Regions from separate parts of the Zea mays genome. Here all the other regions are linked to region 1. The links are chromatin contacts, called in public Hi-C maps. All regions are on one chromosome and are shown on one strand. The core of a region is the stretch at or near the end of the contact, and the rest is flanking DNA. Distances in the headings are between cores, read along the strand shown.

Region 1 (5,080 bases), core at 1,690-4,189:
CCAAAATCCATGTAATCCCCTTACTGGCTTGCATGTGACCAAAATATGCTCAAAATCTTTCCTTCTTTATCCAATTGGAAGTCAGAGAAAAATTGTGGATTATCCTTTTTGCAGGATGCAAAAAAGGATAGTAGCTTTGCCCCATCATTTGCATTTCTTTCTCGTTGCTTTGCCTTTTTCCTGAAATTATTGTCAAAATTTAGCATTAGGCGAAAACAACAATTAGCAAATATCAATTATGAATATCAATCGAAACATATTATAAACTTACAGGTTATACATGTCCTGTGCTGTTACAGGCACACTCTCAGGACCACCGTGCATTTCTGATACATAATCCATAATACAATGTTGCGGGATTCGACTCTCTTGCATTGAACTTATGAACTCCATGTATTCAGGATCATGCGTCTTGTTGCATTGTAATTGATTCTTTTCGGTATCCTTCTTAAAAAATTCATGATTATGATCCAAGTGCAACAGATCAATACGCACTGATATAACTGTCTCTTTTGCATCATCATAAATTTTTTTAAGTTTCATACCGGCCTTGCATTGTGTCCGCTTCGAACTGGTACTACGTACCTTTGGGTTTGATATTCCCCTTATTGCACTCTTGCCTTCCATCGAGCAATTCAACCACTTACAATTTTTCCGTTCCCTATACTTTTTCAATGGAAATCCAACTTCATATGCATACCTACTATAAAATTTATATGCTTCATCCACCCCACTGAATGTCATACCAACTTTAGGTACCAATCTCGGATCAATTGTAACTTCCTGTGCAAAAATATAAAATATATTTTGTATATTCATATATTCTATAGCTTGTATCATGTATGGTACCCTACATACTTTTATGTCGTATGTACAATATAACAATTTTCTGACCATAGTTTTACATTGTATGCACAATATAACCACTGAATGTCATACCATCTCTAGCTGCATTCTACTGTATACAATTTAACCTACAATACTGAAAATTCAAATCAGTTCAATATTACTTACATGTCTCTGCAGAATCACTGGTGTGTCCTGTTCATGATCACCAATAGTACGCATAGTATTAAGGTGTTGTCCTCCTTGATTTACTGTCATCTTCGATGCCTCAAATATGGTCTGATCATCAACCCCCGGGGCCCTCAAAGCTGCTGGTGGAGTAATTGCATCTACAGCAGTAGCTGATTTTGTATGCGTACTTGCATCTGAGGTAAACTGGTTCCCTCCTTGTTGTTCTTCCTGCACCATTGTTACGATATCCAAGCATTGATTTGGTCGATGAACAGACGTCGGCGTCGTATACTCACTTATTGACTCGTTACCCCATGGCGCCGCCATCTTCCAGAGCAATTACGCCCTTCACCCTGCCGCGCCCTATCAAATGATGCGTACTGTCCACTTTTTTTGGAAGATTATGAATATTTTCCCTGTACCATGCGTATATCCAATTTCGTGGACGCGAAATTCACGGCGCATATCCATTATCCGCTGAATTTTAGGATCGTGGGCGCGCTGATCGTGGGAGTAACAGCCATTTATGCAATTTTATACATAGATTTACGTTGTCGTAACTGTCTGTTTAAATGCGCTTCCCCAGTTTACGGGTTACACGTCACCGGCCCACGTTCGAACAAGTGGCCCACGTCTGTTTACGTATATTTGTACTAGCTATTATAATTGTATAACTGCAGTGCATTAATGCGGGCCGCCTGGATCGGTTCATTCGGTTCGACCAGGCTCGGCTCGTCTGGCTGGGGCTCCGCGCACCTATATGAAGCCCAGGGCTTCCATTACTATCACCCTATATATATATATATATATATATATATATATATATATATATATATATATATATATATATATATATATATATATATATATATATAGATATATATATATATATATAGAGAGAGAGAGAGAGAGAGAGATAGGGTGGCCTTATTCTATCAAGAAAATATGTCCAGAATAGAAAACAAACCGGACTCAGAATAGACAGGAAACTAAAACCGGCCTAACCGATCTGGACATGGGCATTGCCTAATTTTATCTTTTTCCTTCTCTTATGATTTGAAAATTCGTTGTGCTAACTAGTTTCTTCCGACGCAGTTCGTAGCTTGGTTGGTTCGCTCGCTCGCTGGTGCGCGAGTGGGCGGGCGTAGGTTTGATTCTCAGGAATAGGAATAAGAAGCGTATTTTAGTCCTTTCGATTTTCTCCGGTTCTGTAGCTTATAAACTAGCTTTAAATTAAATGGTGACACGTTTTCGGTGGTCAACGGAAATGGTCTGGGACTCGTGGTAGAACTGCCCCCCATATTTTTATATTGTACTTGAACCCGTGTTTCTTAGTCGAACTCGATCGGACCACATGGTGCGACTTGTAGCTGCTTAATTAGTTCCATCGTCATCAGGAGGAGGAGGACCAGGAGCAATGGAGCGTGTGCAGTTCCAGACTTGTCTCGGCAGGCAGGCGGCAGGAAGGAGCGTATGTGATGAAGTCGCCGCGCCACTGTCTGTCTGACTCCTCGTCGTCTTCTCACGGTGGCGGCAGATTGCCGCGAGATGGACCCTGCAGCAGAGCGCCGTGCCGATGAATTTTTTCGCGCCACGTGATGCGACCGCACGCACGAACGCGACGGAGGACCCGCCGCCTGGATTTGTTTTTTTTTTTTTTTTTTCTTTCTATATCACCCCCTTGGTGTCAGGTGTGCACGCACCTACCGGATGCGTAACGTATGCATGCAGGATTTCCACGGCATGTGTTGAGACTGCATGCGCGGCCGACTGGTCTGGTCAGCAGCGCACCCGTATGTACCAGCAGAAGCTGAATCGTGCACGTACGCATGTAGCCATCCTTTTTTTTTTTTTGGCTACCCCCTCACCTCACCTCGCTTCAATTCACTGATATATATGCTTGCATAGACGAGCTTCCAGATGACTTGACCACCCCCGGCCGGCCCTTTCTTCATTCTTTCCTTCCTTTCTTCCTCCTGCTGCTCTTGCCGTTTCAGTGATTATTAGCTGCTGTACGTGCGTGCGTACATTGTTCTCTCTGCTGACACCCATACACGCTGTAGCTTCTACACATACCAGTTCGATCGCAAGCTATAGCATGGGGCTTCAATCATCGCCCATGCTGCTGCCAGCGCCGACGGCAACGGCGGCCGGCGGCGGGTCACAGTGGCGCACGGCTGTGGCAGGTAATGGTATTGTTTGTTTCAGCTTTTTTTTATCTTGTAGCCATCAGAAGCTGCTGCACACTAGCAAATGTATATATCTTTCAATCAACTTACATGAGGATGACTTTAGTTAAAATCATACAAAATCAACGTTAACACATAATCAGTTGAGTCGTTGAGATAGTAGAAAACCATCACTTTCTATGTCCTAAATCCTATGAACTCGTTTATCTTCTTCTACACGTAATCTCTATTATATACCTAGATTTTCTCCACAGGCAGATCAGATTCTTTACACAGCTATATTCTCAAAAAAAAAACTCATAGAAAAAAAGAAAAAACTAAACCAAAGGAGCGACCTCAACCCGTACCAGTGCCCCTGCTAGCAGTAGCTTCGTTCTGTCCCTTTTTTTTCATTTGGATCCTCTACATAAATGCTGGGTGGTGGTGTCCTTTCACGCACACATCCGCAGATAGCGCCCCAGCAAAATTTATGTGGGGACGACGGCTCTGAAATGAATTACTAGTCAGTTTCATGCGTTTCAGTGCGAGTATTATAGTAGTAGATCTCTTCTCCGATATATCCGGCCAAAGGAAGAAGAGAAGAGAAACCACACATCTCATTGTCAACTAGTAGTAGAAAAGTAAAAACGTACTACAAGCGCAAGCGCAAAGATGGTTCTTTCATCGTCTTGCACAACAGTTCCTCACCTTTCTTCCCTTGCGGTCGTTCAACTAGGCCCATGGAGTTCCCGCATCAAGAAGAAGACGGATGCAGTCGCCGTCCCCGCGGCCGCCGGCCGGTGGAGGGCGCGGGCGCGGGCCCAGGACACCAGCGAATCCGCCGCCGTCGCCAAAGGTACGGGTGATCGCTAGCTCGCTCCAAATCTGAGCACCAAACAGCTAGGTTTGTAACGCACGCATGCATGCAGGTTCGTCCCTAACGCCCATCGTGAGAACCGATGCCGAAAGCCGCCGCACGAGATGGCCTACGGACGACGACGACGCTGAGCCGCTGGTCGACGAGATCAGGGCAATGCTGACGTCGATGAGCGACGGGGACATCAGCGTGTCGGCGTACGACACCGCCTGGGTCGGTCTTGTGCCCAGGCTGGACGGCGGCGAGGGCCCGCAGTTCCCGGCCGCCGTGCGGTGGATCCGGAACAACCAGCTCCCCGACGGCTCGTGGGGCGACGCGGCCCTGTTCTCCGCGTACGACCGCCTGATCAACACGCTGGCGTGCGTCGTCACGCTCACCAGGTGGTCGCTGGAGCCCGAGATGCGCGGCAGAGGTACGTAATTACTGTGTGCTGGCCGATCGAGAGAACACACGACGGCAGTGTACCTCGACAGAAAACGGGCGTTGCTGAAGACTCAAGTGTGTGTGTGTGTGTGTTCACAGGGCTCTCTTTCCTCGGCCGGAACATGTGGAAGCTAGCGACGGAGGACGAGGAGTCCATGCCGATAGGGTTCGAGCTCGCGTTCCCTTCCCTCATCGAACTAGCCAAGAGTCTGGGCGTCCACGACTTCCCGTACGACCACCAGGCTCTGCAGGCAATATACTCGAGCAGGGAGATCAAGGTGAAGAGGATTCCTAAGGAAGTGATGCACACGGTTCCCACATCCATTCTCCACAGCCTGGAAGGGATGCCCGGGCTAGACTGGGCAAGGCTTCTGAAACTGCAGTCGAGCGACGGGTCCTTCCTCTTCTCACCCGCGGCCACCGCGTACGCTCTCATGAACACCGGCGACGACAGGTGCTTCAGCTACATCGACAGGACAGTCAAGAAATTCAACGGAGGAGGTACGCAAGCGGCAAGCAGTAGCGTAGATACATGGGCATAGCATGCATGCATGCAATGCAGCGTTGCCCACTGCATGCGCCTTCCTTCTCGTCT
Region 2 (4,700 bases), core at 704-3,203, 330 kb before region 1:
TAACACATCTAGACAATAATAGACAGTGATATAAGAATTGGACTTCATATGAACAGGCTAGTCACTCACCAATAACAACTTTAGACTGCTCCAGTTCTGCAATTCTCCTTCCAGGCTTCTCTAATCCTCGGTCTTGCATTGTTGCTTTCAGCAGGAAAGTCTGTGCAGAACTAAGAATCTTGTCTCTGGCTGATGTTGTATCTTTCTCTTTAGCAGCACATGGAGAAGATCTTAGCGCATCCATCTTTATATTAGCCTTAGCAGGAGATGTTTTCAGCCTCTTCTGTTTCAATGCAACAATAGGCTTATCAAGATCAATGTCATCTTCTGTTTTAACCTGATTCTTAATGCCACATCCTTCCAATGTGATTTTTGAAATCTTCCGATTCTTAGCTTTACACTGAGTCCTGAGATCCTTGAGTAATACATCATGACAATTGTGTTCACTATCCTTGTCACTGACAGAACCAACACTTAGTTCAGAATCAATTACTTCAGTTTTGATCCTCTTAAAAGAAGAAGGATCCCTGTCAGAATCTTCATAAACTACATGAATATCCTTAAACCTTGTAGATCTCCTAGGACAACCAGAATCGAGATTTTTGTGAGCAGAAGCAGGCATTGTGGGTCTGGAAAGCAATGGTACAGACAGAAAAATATTTCCTATTTCCTGTAGAAATGCAGAAAATCAAGTGTTATGATCAGGTGCATGTGGTTAGGAGCAAACGGTTAGGCTCTGCCTAGCACCTAGGCAGTTATACTATTTTCCAAGCAATTAGAGTAAGCCTTGTTAAACACAGAAGATATTGCATATTAAAAGAAAAACTTCAACATTAGCACATGTCCATGAGTTCCATGACCAAATCAGTACATAAACCCTAAACCTCTTACCAAATCAGCATGGAAACAGTACATAAATGTGCCTACGCAATCTTCTACTAATAAGAATTGTATGTATGTGTTGTACAGGAATGATCCATAAACCACAGACCATCACTACAAATAAGACACGAGAAACTGCTATACATCAAGGAGTCAAGTATCAGACAGACTTCCACTACCCAGCACATGGATTAAAAAAAGGAATAGAGTGACATGGATGTTTAATGGACAAGCTTGCGCGCATATTTCATTTGAAGAGTGCATTTTTAACATTTGCTCGTATGAATCAACTCTGCAGGGATTATAAAGGAAGAGGACAGTAGTCGCATCCCTGTACTCGTCAAGAAACCCCCAGTGGCATTCACCTTGAAAAACTGGGTGGCAATACTGAAGCCCTGAAACATCTGTAGGGCTTCCGCCTCTCCAATTTCCTCAAAAAAAATACTGAAAGCCCTGAAACGAACACTTTGCCGGAGAAGAGCATTTCTTCGCCTAATTCCCAGTGGACAGTGCCACCAACCACACACCCCAAATCAATAGCTACGGAAACAAGGGAAAGAGTCCTAGCCACGGCTCATTCGAGCAGATCGATTAACAGATCTGCAACTTTCGGGAAATGCTAAGATAAAACAAAGATGGTTTTCCAACAAAAAAATAAACATAGATCTACTACAGCGCGCAGATTTCGGTAGGGAAATGCTAAGATAAACAAAGATAGTTTTCCAACAATAAAACATAAACATAGATCTACTACAGCGCGCAGATTATCGACGGCCAAAGAGGGCCGTCGCCCGCCGCGGCGGCGAGCGGGCGTGAAAAGCTGGACGTGCTGACCTTGTATGACGGTGAAAGGCGGCCGGCGAGGTAGCGGAAGACAGGGCCCGGAAACCGGCCTTCTTGGCAACGCCGGAATGGGGAAGGAGCTCTGACGTCCGTGAGGAGGAGAGAGAAGGGAGCGGAGGGGAGGGGGACTAGGAACTTTGGCTTACACTGTAGATAGTGTTATTGCTGGGATGCGGGAAGGGAGCGCGCAAGGTAGCTCGGCAAATTTCGCGCCAATGTGCGAGCAGGCGGGAAACTGCAGCCGCCAGCCCGCTTCTTGTTTTGGGGGGAGACTAGGAAGGGGACGGGAGACGAAACGGGCAACAGGGCGTGGCGCCGTGGGCCGTGGCGGCGGCAGTGTGAAACTGCGATTGGACCGCCCTTCAACTAGGGCAGACGCAGCTACAAACGGTCTTAAAAAAACGGACAGTTTCGCCGTTGCCAGATGAATCTCCAGCAGCTCCGCGGCAACACAATACCATTTTTTCCTACTTTGTTCCGTGCACTATTTTTTTTGTTTTCTTACGTAAACAGTATAACTTGATTTTTGCTTGATTCCATATCTCGTGACATTAATCCTTGTTCTTTTTATTGTGCAGATGCGTCATGCACCGGGATCTTAAACCAGAGAAATTTTTAAATGCAAGCAAGCAAGTATGGAGCTAAGGGTGCCTTTGGTTGGGCTTCTAAACTTACTTTTACTTTCAGAAAAGCCCAAATACCAACCAAAGAGATAAACTTTTACTAACGTACTTCCAAAAAAAGTAGCTTTTCTCTAGTTCAATTGCCACAGCAGCCCTTGACGTGCTTCTTTTGGCTGTGTGGGCGACCTTTTCCACAAAATTACCCGCACTGCCATTATAAACGTACCGATTTGTCGTTGCTGCTTTCAAAGAAATTAGATCGGCGTGTGGAATTGTGGCGGCGGCCGTATCCTCCCGAGCCTGCTCCCAAGACGGTGGCCGGTCCTCTCCAGGCGAGTCCCCAACAGCTACCCAGTCGGAGGCCGGGTCTTCCAAGCGGCTCCCAGCGAATCCCAGGCGGTGGCTCGTCTTCCTGCCCGTCGTCCTCCCCAGGCGATGCCCGTCGTCCTCCCCAGGCGCCAGGCGGCCGGCCGTTCATCCCCAAGCGCCAGGCGGCCGTCGTCCTCCCCAGGCACCAGTCGATCGTTACTTCCCAGGCGCTGCCCATCATCCTCCCCAGGCACCAGGCGGTCGTTCCTCCCCAGGCACTCGACGGCGGCGGTCTACAGGTGATTGCTTGCAACGTTGTAGCTAGTGATTGCACGCTGTACAAGCTAATGCACATAAACCAGTTAACTTTAACCCGAGGCGCTCAGCCACCAACTGGTGAAGTGATGATCTGCTGGACGCTATTCTGCGCTAATGGATATGCCTGACACAATGCAATTTCAGCTAGTAGTACGTGCTATTAGAACTTGTGGAAGATAAGGTCATTCTCAGTAGGATGTTGTGACACATCGTCACTCTTAATGACTTATAGTACAATTTAAAAGAAGAGATACATAAAGATTTTTATGAGAGACGGTAGAGTTTTATGAGGATAAAACTTACACGATTACTTAGTTTAAATCTAATGTGTCAATATTGAAACAGTGCATTGAAACTCATCACTGATAATGACTTAATAGCACAAAATAAAGTGTTATAATCAACTCGAATATTAAGTGTCTCCTACAAGGTAGGGCCATTATAGACATTTTATACCAAACCTACAATTTCACAGTTGTTCGAACCAAACGGCTTTCTGCTTTTTTCACAGCTCATATTTCACAGCAACTTTTTCACAGCTTACAGCCCACAGCAGCTTTGTTTCACAGCTACAGCACAACCAAACACACCCTAAGTACATAGTGGTGGCCCTAGAGCAACATACTTGTGGTATGTACCCTAGTTATGTTACCTAGCCGCATAGGAGACTTCTAAGGATAAAACTTACATACTCCCTCCGGTGCAGTAAAGGTAGTCGTTTAGGACATGATTGTGCATACCAAGGAGTGATTAATTATCATATAGTTTTCCCTGTTTGCCCTTATTAAATAGGGATATGGGTGCATTAACATCACCAAAACAATCAGGCTTGATTGGTTACTGCCGCACCTCCCGCGGCATTTTAGACTGGAGGTCTCAAGCTCGATTCCTCTTGAGTGCATCTTTTTTTTCCCGATGCAATTACTCAGGGGCAGCGACGTCCAAATTCCAGACCCACGCGCGCTATGACTTCTTTTGTGCACGCTCTGTCACGCGCAGGATGACTTGCTTTACTGCACCGGAGGGAGTATGTGCTATATGTTCCACAGATTATGCAGCATATCACCCATTGTCGAGATACCTCCGTGGCTTGAAATGGTCCCTCCCAGGTGGGGCATAGCTTGTTCATCCCAATTCGATTAAGTGTTAGGTAAACTAGATCAGGTGGCGCCCCTTCGGGCGCCCTATCCAGCATAGGGAAAATTCCACTTCGTACAAGGAGAAATCAGTAATAAATAATTGTTGATGTAATCTCCCATGAAACTTATCAGTGCCAAACTGAGGAACAAAGCAATGGTAAAACTAATAACATAAAGATACCAAACATAATTTACATTAAAATTGCAGTTGTTTTCTGTTTTAGCACAAGTTATCAGACATAGAGGTTTACCGTAGTGTAATGATAAGACCTGATATAACAAAAACTAATAAAAAATAAGATGTAGGAAACTAATCCAAAATAAGATGACAAGATCCAAGTCTACGTTAGGTGATGTACGTAGGGACAGGCACCACAGCGGGAGGTATATACATGATATTGGGCTAATGCAATCCACATAATTATATACATAAACCTTAGAAAACTACAAGGCAGCTTCACTTCATCTATAAAAGTCAAGCGAATAGCCCAGTCCATTCACAAAAGGCAAGCACATCAATTGTAATGTGTTCAAACTTCAGGTTTCTCGAGGCTGCAAACAACAAATACAAGAATGTGACTCAATA
Region 3 (4,546 bases), core at 272-2,771, 450 kb before region 1:
CGGCGGCGGCAACAGGGAAAATTACGGCTAGCTGAAGCTCCTGTCGGCGGCTGGGAGAAGAAAGAAAGGGAGAAGAGAGAGGGGGCCCGGGTGGGGCCCGCCCGTCAGTGAGAGGAAGGGGAGGGAATAGGTGGCGGCGGCGCTGTTGGGCCAAATGGGCCGAATTCGGCCGCGACGGCTAGGGTTTCGTTTTTTTTCTTTTCTTTTTTTTCTTTCTTTTCTTTTCTATTTAAAATATAAATAACTATATTTTTAAATAATTCAAAAAAATCATAATAATTCATATAACTAAAATATTTATTTTTGGACCAATAATTATATTATTATTTTACTAGGATTTTCATTTAACAAGAAATGCTATTAAATATCCGAAAATCAATCATGCGCAATCAAAAATTATTCCAAAGGCAAATAAATAACGAACACTTCAGAGAAAATTAATTACCATAAATATCATTATTAACTAAATGTATTATTTTTATTTAATGATTTTCATAGTGTCACAGAGGTGTGACCCAATCAAGAGAACAAGGCCCATCCCAGGTCTTCCTCTTGTACTTGTACCCTTGAGCGTGGAGACGAGAACTCTGAACCGTGCCAATGGGTGACTGAGACTGCGAGGCGAGCAAGTTGCTTGAAATCTGGATTCAATTATACTTACTAATAACTAGCATATAGCTCGTGTTAACGCTGTGATCCCGAGAACAGATAGAATCGACAGCGACATCGACATTAGGCGAGAGGTTGACACTGACGGCAACACGAGTGAGGGAGAGGAGCGGCGATGACGCGAAGGGAGAGGGAGGAGGGTGAGAACGGTAGGGGAGCGATGAATAATATTGTTCATTGAATTTGAATGGTTAAGAGAGAGATGATTATCCAGCGATATGAACCGTTGGTTTTAATGGTATGTTATGTTTGAGTGTAATTTATTTGGTGAATTTTGTGAATGTTACGAGTGTGAGAGTAATTTAGTTAAATGTATTTTATAAAATTTAAACTGATGAATTATACCGTGGTATAGTATAGATATATCCGTCACGGCGGTGGTAACACAAAATTACAGCAAACGCCTCGTTGGTCATGTGTGTTGTAATGTACTTTCCAACGGAAGGCAGTTCAAAAAATTTACGTAGTTAGGAAGCATAATTCGGGTGTTCCCCGTCCTAATGATTCCTGAACTTGAAAGGAACCGAAAGTCTTATGGTATATAGCACCAATCTTGCTTTAACTCCATGAGCACCTGAAAAAGTGCACACTTTGTCCTGTCTCCGCTAAGCTTTCATGTAGATAACATTGCGATGTCTCCACATCATGAACTCATGGCTTCTGTTCCACCAACCAAACGTGTTGTCGCCTTCCGTGGTGTGTTAGGACTTAGGTCGGGCCGGCAGACCACTCACCTATGCGCCATGGCTCGAGTGATATGATGTGTTAGGTAAGGCGATGGAACCCGGCAACAACCGCCAGAAAACAGTTATAAATCAGGAGCAGATCAATCATCTCAGTACAAGGAGTCGCTGGAGTTAGGAGGTGCAGTTATAGCAGACGCAGAGCAATGGAGGCCGCCGAGGCTCCTAACTATGACAGTATTGTCAACAGGGATGAGATCACCGACGCTGCAGCTGCAGCGTTCGCCAACCCGGAGCAGGTCCCGGAGAAGTACGTCCGGACGGAGGAGGTCCTTGACGGCGTCGTCGTCGGCGCGGACGAGAGCTACGAGCTGCCGGTCGTCGACATGGCCAGGCTCCTCGACCCGGAGCTGGCGCCGTCGGAGGTCGCCAAGCTCGGCGACGCCTGCCGAAACTGGGGTTTCTTTCAGGTCGTCCCGTGGCCCGCCCGGATTCCTTCAGTTCTAAACTTCTAGTAGCCAGCTGCTAGTATCTGTTTAGAATCGATTAATTAATCACATTTGTCCCGTCTGCATGCATGTCTACAGCTGACAAACCATGGAGTGGACGAAGCGGTGGTGCAGCGGATGAAAGACGCCACGGTGCAGTTCTTCAGCTCCCCGCTGGACAGCAAGGCCAAGGTGGCGGTCCGAGGGAACGGCTTCGAAGGATTCGGGCACCACTACAGCAGAGCGTCCAGCGGCAAGCTGGACTGGGCAGAGAGCATGATTCTCATCACGCAGCCAGTCAAGGACAGGAACATGGAGATGTGGCCTACAAATCCACCCACGTTCAGGTCTGCAGTACGCATATCCTGGCCTCTCTCTGTCTCTACTAGTCAATCATCTGACACGTACGTACGTCTCCCATGCACGCACGCACGCACGGACTCTGTTTGTTAATCAGGGACGCGCTCGACGTCTACTCGGTAGAGATGATCGGCCTCGCAATGCGGCTCCTGGGGTTCATGGCGGCCGACCTCGGGGTGGAGCCGGAGGCGCTGCAGGACGCCTTCACGGGGAAGCGGCAGAGCATGGCGGTCCACCACTACCCGCCCTGCCGCCAGCGGGAGAAGGTGATGGGCATCACGCCGCACACGGACGGGCTGGGCCTCACGCTGCTGCTGCACGTGGACGACACGCCCGGCCTGCAGATCCGCAGGGGCGGCAGGTGGTTCCCCGTGCGCCCGCTGCCGGGCGCCTTCGTCGTCAACGTCGCCGACATCCTGGACGTGCTCACCAACGGCGCCTACGCCAGCGTCGAGCACCGAGTGCTCCCGGACGCCGAGAGGGCTCGGACCACCGTCGTCGTGTTCCAGGAGGCGTCCGTCGGGGGCCTGGTGGCGCCGCTGCCGGGGCTCCTCGACCAGCAGGGCGCGCGCGCGCGCTACAGGTCCATTGAGATCGAGGAGTACATCAAGGGCAACTTCAACGCGCTGGAGCAAGGGACACGGTTCATCCAGAGCCTCAGGATATAGCTATCTAGTTGCTCCTTCCATCAAAAAATAATTACCCAACATATCGATAAATCAATCAATCTCAATCTTCACCAATCATATCCATACCTTCCGTATCTAATATTAAAGAGAGTGTTAATTTCTTCCTCCAATCTCTATACTACTTCTTAAGACGTTATTGTAGGCGTCCACAGATTATTTTGGTCCGATCCCTCTGCCCACCCACCTCCCCCTCTGCTCCCCGCCATCAACGCGACGCCGATCCGCCATCAACACCGATCCAGGGCCGCCCCACCCACCACCCTCCTCGATCCGCCTTCAACGTGTCGCGGATCCCCCACCCTCCTCGATCTTTGCTCCTCGCCATCAACGCGACGCCGAGGGTGCTCGCCCAGATGGTGCTCGCCCGAATGGTGCGCCCGCCCCGCTCACCTTCCATCGACGGGGCCACCCCACCCACCGCCCTCCTCGATCCACCATCAACTGTCGTGGATCCCCCACCCTCCTCGATCTCTCCTCCCTGCCATCAACGCGACACCGATGGTGCTCGCCCGGATGTTGCACCCGCCCTGCTCACCTTCCATCGACGGGCGCTCAACCCAGATCCCCTTCCACCGATCTCATGCTCACCTTCCACGTTCGCAGCCGCCCCGCTCCCCTTCCGTGCTCATTCTCACGCCCCGCTCTATCGATGGAAGTGCTGATGGTCCGCGGCCGCCCTCGCAATCAACCCCATGGTGGATGGAATCCCCTTCCACTGACGGCGCTCACCTTCCAATGACGAATCGGATCTTCCTCGGCGTCCTCTCCCTACCTACAGCTATATGAGCGCCCCTCTGGTCGCCATGGAGCTCGCGGCCCGGACCTCCAGCCACCGCGCCTCCCATCGACGACCGTCAAGCGCCACATTGGGCGCTCCTCCCCAACCCTGCCGTCCGCGGACTCCGATGACAAGGGACCCCTGCACGACCATGGATCTCCCCCCTGACCACCGTTCTTGGGTATGTGGCCTCGACCCCCCAACTAATCTAATTCAATGGGTGTGGTAGGATGTGTGGATTGTTGTATAATAATCTGCTGCATTGGATTATATAGTTGTATCTTTCATTTTATAATTGGATTTGTATCATACGCCTACAGGCTGGTTATGTCCAAGTCATTTGTGAATGTGGAATTGGTAATGTTTCTTAAGCACTCATTTTATGCTTCCAGAGAGTTCTCCTTTAAACAAAGACATATAGATTTCCAATAATTTTATACCATCCATGTATGAACCTCTTACCCCCCTAACATAACTCTAGATGTTCCAAGAATTCTATACCATCAGCGCATGGACCTGATACCCCCAACATAACTTCAGAGTTTCAGAGAACATAATACAATAGCTTAGGATACAAGATGATTTTGATGCCTACATTACCAACATGGCCTAAACAGGGACCAACAGATCTAGGGTTTCAGCTATCTGCCGCCGTCATGAGTGCCTCCATGGTGGTTAGGTTAACCCTATGCTTTTATGTGGAGAGGTATACTTAGAAGAATAATACTTGAATTAAGATTTATATTTGATGCAATAGTATTTTTGTTAAGTGACTACGTTTTATTTCTTCCAATGAGTAACATTTTTTATCGAACACGCAAGAGAGTTGTGTATCATTATATTAAGAAAAAAAAAAGAAAATACAAAATCAAATACAAA

What was found. A called contact is a pair of places that touch in the nucleus more often than the background predicts.
Region 2: a contact with region 1 is called in a Hi-C map of bundle sheath, with 6 times the contacts expected there. The contact joins the promoter of LOC100279761 here to the promoter of CPPS2 in region 1. A contact is called at or near these places in 12 of 25 Hi-C or Micro-C datasets (bundle sheath, ear, endosperm and 4 more) and 1 of 3 datasets of contacts at active chromatin or transcription factors (leaf).
Region 3: a contact with region 1 is called in a Hi-C map of root tip, with 4 times the contacts expected there. The contact joins the promoter of LOC100282835 here to the promoter of CPPS2 in region 1. A contact is called at or near these places in 5 of 25 Hi-C or Micro-C datasets (ear, leaf, root tip and 1 more).

The regions. Positions count from the first base shown.
Region 1 is chr1:80,512,890-80,517,969 of Zm-B73-REFERENCE-NAM-5.0, forward strand. CPPS2 (CPP synthase) reads left to right here and starts at 2,940. Exons shown (of 11, transcript NM_001361178.1): 1 at 2,940-3,203; 2 at 3,922-4,041; 3 at 4,115-4,474; 4 at 4,585-4,986. The coding sequence starts at 3,116.
Region 2 is chr1:80,182,678-80,187,377 of Zm-B73-REFERENCE-NAM-5.0, forward strand. It overlaps LOC100279761, which reads right to left and starts at 1,954. Exons shown (of 7, transcript NM_001360996.1): 1 at 1,717-1,954; 2 at 70-670. The coding sequence starts at 622.
Region 3 is chr1:80,064,349-80,068,894 of Zm-B73-REFERENCE-NAM-5.0, forward strand. It overlaps LOC100282835, which reads left to right and starts at 1,522. Exons shown (of 3, transcript NM_001155741.1): 1 at 1,522-1,822; 2 at 1,940-2,187; 3 at 2,298-2,997. The coding sequence starts at 1,559. The coding sequence ends at 2,868.